Linked DNA regions of Mus musculus: region 1 is linked to region 2. The links are chromatin contacts, called in public promoter capture Hi-C maps. All regions are on one chromosome and are shown on one strand. The core of a region is the stretch at or near the end of the contact, and the rest is flanking DNA. Distances in the headings are between cores, read along the strand shown. Region 1 holds the start of Tmem86b (transmembrane protein 86B). Region 2 holds the start of Zfp784 (zinc finger protein 784).

The links. Capture Hi-C pulls out chosen DNA fragments and counts their contacts.
Region 1: a contact with region 2 is called in a promoter capture Hi-C map of liver. The contact joins the promoter of Tmem86b here to the promoter of Zfp784 in region 2. A contact is called at or near these places in 6 of 39 promoter capture datasets (the 3T3-L1 cell line, the C10 cell line, cranial neural crest and 2 more), 1 of 484 Hi-C or Micro-C datasets (the G1E-ER4 cell line), 2 of 115 datasets of contacts at active chromatin or transcription factors (effector CD8 T cells and embryonic limb bud) and 2 of 9 other capture datasets (adipose tissue and liver).

The regions. Positions count from the first base shown.
Region 1 is chr7:4,628,937-4,631,801 of GRCm38.p6, forward strand. Tmem86b (transmembrane protein 86B) reads right to left here and starts at 1,546. Exons shown (of 3, transcript NM_023440.3): 1 at 1,286-1,546; 2 at 620-866. The coding sequence starts at 1,336. It overlaps Ppp6r1 (protein phosphatase 6, regulatory subunit 1), which reads right to left. Exons shown (of 24, transcript NM_172894.2): 24 at 2,559-2,865.
Region 2 is chr7:5,036,928-5,039,739 of GRCm38.p6, forward strand. It overlaps Zfp784 (zinc finger protein 784), which reads right to left and starts at 1,519. Exons shown (of 2, transcript NM_001039532.2): 1 at 1,408-1,519. The coding sequence starts at 1,485. It also overlaps a transcript of Zfp580 not described here.

The DNA.
Region 1 (2,865 bases), core at 296-2,795, 410 kb before region 2:
TTCAATCAGTTCCCAAAGCAATGGTGATAACCTTAAGATGCATGGCATCATGTGCTTGCTCTGCTCAAGTACCTGTCTTTCCAAATCGTGTTCTGGGAAGCCCCATACCCTTGTTTTCCCCATCCTACTCTAGCCAAACTGGCCCATTTGGACAAAGTAACTCATACACTATTACCCCAGGTCCTTTCCACATGCACTTTCCATGCCCAGGATGGCCACACTTCCCATCTACACAGCTACATATCCTTATTCCTGTAATCCTAGCCCTTGAGAAAACTAAGGCAGGAGGATCCAACATTTGAGGCCATTCAGACCAGCCCTCATATATAGACATCTCAAAAATGACTCCTTACCTCCCCCACCCACCTCAGTCATGCTACACCTTAATTTTCTCCACACCACCCCTTCCAACCAGGTAATCCCACATCTTCCAACCAGTCTGACTCCAAGCCCCTGGCTGAACTGTGAGCTATGCTGTCACCCATCACTGCCTTCTGGCACCTCTGGATAACCCAGAGGACCTAGGGAGGGAGGGCTCCATATAATGAAAAGCTGTGTCCCAGTACTGACTCAACTCCACAAGAACCCTAGGTGTGTTGTCATAGAAGCCCCTGCTCACCATAAAAGAAAGCTTCAGGCCAGATGAGGCAGGCATCTCCCACAGCAGAACATACAAGAGCTCCCTGCAGGAGCCAGGTGCTGCTCCCACCAGGGGCCACAGCCCACAGGAACACAACCAGGCAGAGAATGGGCTGGCACTTGATCAGGGCACTGACCCAAGATGGCTGGTCCACAGGAATCCAGAGGAGGAAGTAAAGGGAGCAGGCAAGGATGAAGGGGGCCAGCCACCTGCGGACCTGTGGGTACTTCAAGAGAGCGAAGCTTCTCAGCCTCCCTCCCATTCGCAGCCAGTCCTGGGGGAGGGGTCACTGCAAGGCACTGTAGGAAATGTCTAATTCCAGTACTTAGCAGGTGGAAACGGGAGGCTGTTGATTTCAAAACCTGTCTAGGATACCCAGTGAGAACCTATTTTAACGGCCATCCCCCACACCACCCTCATGCCAGGACCCAAGCATGTCCAGGTTGGACTTTCGGGACTAGGATCTTTAGCCACCTTGAGAACCTTTTCATTCCTATCTCCTGCAAGGACAAAACCACGATACCTTAGAACCCAGCCTCCTGGAAGGACAGGGCATCCCCACCAACTCACCAAGCATAGAGAATCACAGGCCCCAGTACTGCCCATGTTCCCAGACCTGCCCATCCCCACCTTACAGGTTCTCACTTGGTCTGAAAAGAGTGTCTCCAGGGGCAGCCCCTCTTTTCTAGCATCCATGCTGAGTTGCTTCTCTTTAGGAGCCAGTGGCTTCAGAGGGCAGAGGGAAGTCTTGTGGTTACACATTAACCCAAGTGTCCTGTGGACTCTGGGGCTGATAACAGGGCTCACGCAAGGCCTGCTCTTGTCTGGCACTTGCTGATAAGGTACCCATCAGGCACCAAGGGCCACCCCCCAGCACTTAGAAACCTGGCCACCACCTCCAAAAGTGAGCCCCCTCCCCCAAAGTGGAACTCCCATTGTCTCACACCCAGCCAATTATAAGGAACAATGCAAAGTTCCACAGAGGGGTAGCCCTACAACCAACCCTGGAAAACAGGGGTCCTGCCACAAACACTGGTTAAATAAATCCTGCATTGTGCCTGAAGTCATTCAAACATTCCCTGGAAGGAAGGACGACCACACCACTGTACACTCATGTTCTGCAGCCTTCCCATGAACAAGATAGGGACCTACTGGATGCCAAGAAACTACTAGGTTCCTCAACCATCCCCCTTAGGGATGCTTCATTGTATGTCCATTCTCAAGGGAGCTTCCTGTCTCCTAATCTCTCCCACACCTTTGGTTTTTTGTTTTTGGTTTTTTAGATTTATTTATTTATTATATGTAAGTACACTGTCGCTGTCCTCAGACACTCCAGAAGAGGGAGTCAGATCTCGTTACGAATGGTTGTGAGCCACCATGTGGTTGCTGGGATTTGAACTCCTGACCTTTGGAAGAGCAGTCGGGTGCTCTTACCCACTGAGCCATCTCACCAGCCCCCACACCTTTGTTTTTGAGACAGGGTTTCTCTGCCCAGCCCTGGCTGTCCTGGAACTCAGTTTGTAGACATGGCTGGGCTTGAACTCACACAGATCCACCTGCCTCTGCCTCTGCCACCACCACATGCCTGGTGCCTCCTATCCCCGTAATGGCAGGACGCTCAGCTCCAAAGTCCAGGGACCTCTTGCTCCTTTTAGCAGGCCTGTTAGAGGATAGAGCTGAGTCAGCACAGCCCTAACTGATCTGCATTTTGGAACAGGGCCACGGAGGTACACATATCAGGATGAGAGCGCCCCAGAGTGCTAACTCCTGATGTTCTGCCTGATGTCTAAGTATTCCCCATCCCCTACACCCACACACACTCTCACAAGTGTGGTCCTAAGAGAATGTAGCTCTCTAGGCTATGAAGAGCAAGTTCACCCAACTCTGAGTCCCAGAACTCACAGTCCCACAGCAGGAATGTTCTGCTATCTTCCTTTATTTATATCTGCAGTATGAAACACAAGCTCTGCACACATACTTGCACACTCACACCAGCCTTGGGGGGGGCAGGGGGAGCTGGGACAAGGCCACTTGGCAGCAGTGCTGGAACCCTCAGGGCATGGGGTACCCAGCAACCCCCATTCTGGGCCTCTAGGGATGTTCCCCAGGGCCAGGGGCCGGATGACACCCTCTGTTACACCCCAAGGTGGTCCTGAGTGAAGCTGGGTAAGAGCATCTGCACCAGAGCACAGGCCAGCGGCCTCCAACCCCAGCGCCAGCCCCTA
Region 2 (2,812 bases), core at 269-2,768:
ACCGCCTGGCATATATATATTTAATGATTTGTTATTTATTTACTTAGAAGGTTTCACTATGTAGCCCTGGCTGGTTTGGTACTTGCTGTGTAGATTAGTTTGGCCTAGAACTCACAAAGGTCTGCCTGCCTCTGCCTCCCAAGTGCTGGGATTAAAGGCGTGCGCTTGCCATCAAGCCCAAGTATTTCATGTTCTGTTCTGTGTGAGAGCCTGCATGTGTGTTCACTGTGTGTGTCACTGTCCATGGAGGTCAGGAGTGAGGGTCAGATCCTCTAGGAATGGAGTCACAGGTGGTTGTGAGCCTCCATGCGGATGCCCGGAACTGAACCTCTAAAAGTGCAGCCAGGGCTCTTAAATGCTGAGCCATCTCTCCAGCCGTATCCCTTGATTTCTTAACCCTGTTATCCATGATACCGAATTTTTGATGGATCCTTGTTCTGGCATTTCCCCTTCTTGACCCAAATATACCACAGACACGGTGGTACCTCTCCTCTGTACTAGTTAAAAGTCTCATAATTCCCCCCTTAGAATGAAAAACACCACTCAGAGGTAACCCCTGTTCCTGCTTCTGCCCCTCATTATCCACCTCTTCTAGAGCACCCTAAATGGACTTTGGAAAATGCAAATGAGGTCATGACATTTCGCCACTCCAAGTCCTCCGATTGCACTTAAAACCTCGTGTCCTTCCTATAATATCCAACACGATCTGGATCCTGCTTATCTCACTGACTACATTGCAACCATAAGCCGGCACCCAGCTGACTTCTGCCATTTAAATTTAGCTTGCTCCACCCCCACTCTTAAGTGCACCTTTTATTTCTCTTATAGGACATATTACAATACTCTTTATCGTCACTTTTTCTCCTCATAAGACTGCAAGTTGCAAGAGGACGCAATCGTTGTCCATTTTGGTCCCCTGGAGCTTTAAATGTTTGCTGAATGAACCAATATTTTCAGTTACTTTCCAGTTACTAGTTATAAGTTCTAAAGTCATCCGAAGCACCCATTTCTCCTCCCTTGGGCATTTGTAAGGCAGTCAGTCCTTGTATCATCACATGCCATCCCAACACGGTGACCGAATTATAGCTCTCCTTTGGGGTCACCTTCCCAACCATCCACTAGCCCTATAATTTCCCTGGTGCCCCGCCCCTCTTAAGATGCCACACTTCTTTATGCAAGCTCCCTTGTCCTCTCCCTGGACCCAACCAAGCCCAAGACACAAGCTGTCTTCAAGACCCGCCTCAACCAGGCCTCGCTCCTCATTCCCCATAGGCTCCTCCCTAAACCCCGCCCCAGAGGGTTACCATACCCCCGCCCAATTGTTCTAGGCCCCGCCTTGACCCCGCCCCTTGCCCTGCGATCTTCTTCGCTGTGAACCCCCGGCCCAGACCCCTTCGTCGCCCGCACCAGGTCCGGCGGCTCCGGGGATGGCGACTCCCGGGTCGGTGAGCTCGGAATCGGGGGATCCGGGCGCGCGGCGGCCATCTTGTACCTAAGCCCGGTCCCTGAGGGCAAAGATTGCTCCGCGAAGGGCGGGGCCGGGCTGGCGGCGCTGCGCAAGCGCGGGGCAGGTCGACGAGGGGCGGGATCATAACCGGTAGATGAGCGGGGCCCTGGCGGGGTAGGATAGGCGGAATCCGGCAAAAGGTCTTCAAAACCTGTCGGTCCTCCGCATGGGCTGACTGAACTTGCAGCTGGAAGGTCGGCCACACCCTAGCGACGCATTCCAATGTCTCCCCACTTTTTATTGTTTAGGCATGTTTTCACTATGTATTCCTGTCTGGCCTAGAACTCTCTTTGCAGACCAAGATGGCCTCGAACTCACAGAAATCTGCTGGCCTCTGAGCCATAATGATCGGCCTTCCAAATCCCCTTTTAAAACTAACTGCAGGTGAGCCCGAAGTTTGCTTATGTGAACTTAAAGGCATGGGAGATTCTAACGTTTCTGAGGTTACTTTCAATTCATGGTGCAAAAGGTAGCGGTTCAGTTTATGAATGGGAGGTTTTCTAAGTCTGTGTCAAGAATGAGACTCATTCGGGAGTGGGGGGTCGGGGAACCCGGAAAGGGGATAACATTTGAAATGTAAATAAAGAAAATAACCAATTTTAAAAAAAGAAGGAGGAGGAGACTCATGAGCTCAGGTAAGATTCCAGACGGAAGCTAACCCCTCTCAGTTGCTGTGATGTTTGGGAGAAAAGAGCTCAAAGAGGGTTTTCGGCAGCACTAAGGACAGGGCTCTTTTGAGAGTTAAACTCACTCTAGGGCCTGACTTTGTGACTTGATAAGTCAGGACACTTCTGTGATCATCTCCTCCTCCTCCTTTTTTTTTTTTTTTTTTTTTTTTTTTTTTTTTTTTTTGAGACAGGGTTTCCTTATGGGATTTTCTTTCTTTCTTTTTTTGTTTTTGTTTTCGAGACAGGGTTTTTCTGTGTAGCCTTGGCTGTCCTGGAACTCACTCTGTAGACCAGGCTGGCCTCGAACTCAGAAATCCACCTGCCTCTGCCCCCCCCAGTGCAGGGATTAAAGGCATGGGCCACCACTGCCTGGCTTCTCTTCCTATTTTCACTCATTCCTTGTTTCCTACCTTCTGACTACGCCCCATACAGTAAGGTGACCTCAAACTTATGTAGTCTATGCTGGCCTTGAACTCTATTTTGATTTTTAAAGGTCTCCTCCTCCTTCCTTCCCTCTGTCCCTCTTTCCTTCCTCCCTCCCTTCCTCCCTCCTCTTCCTTCTTTCTTCTTCTTCTTCCTTCCTTCCCCCTCCCCCTCCCTCCTCCTCGTATGGGTGCTCTGTCTGTCCACCACTTGT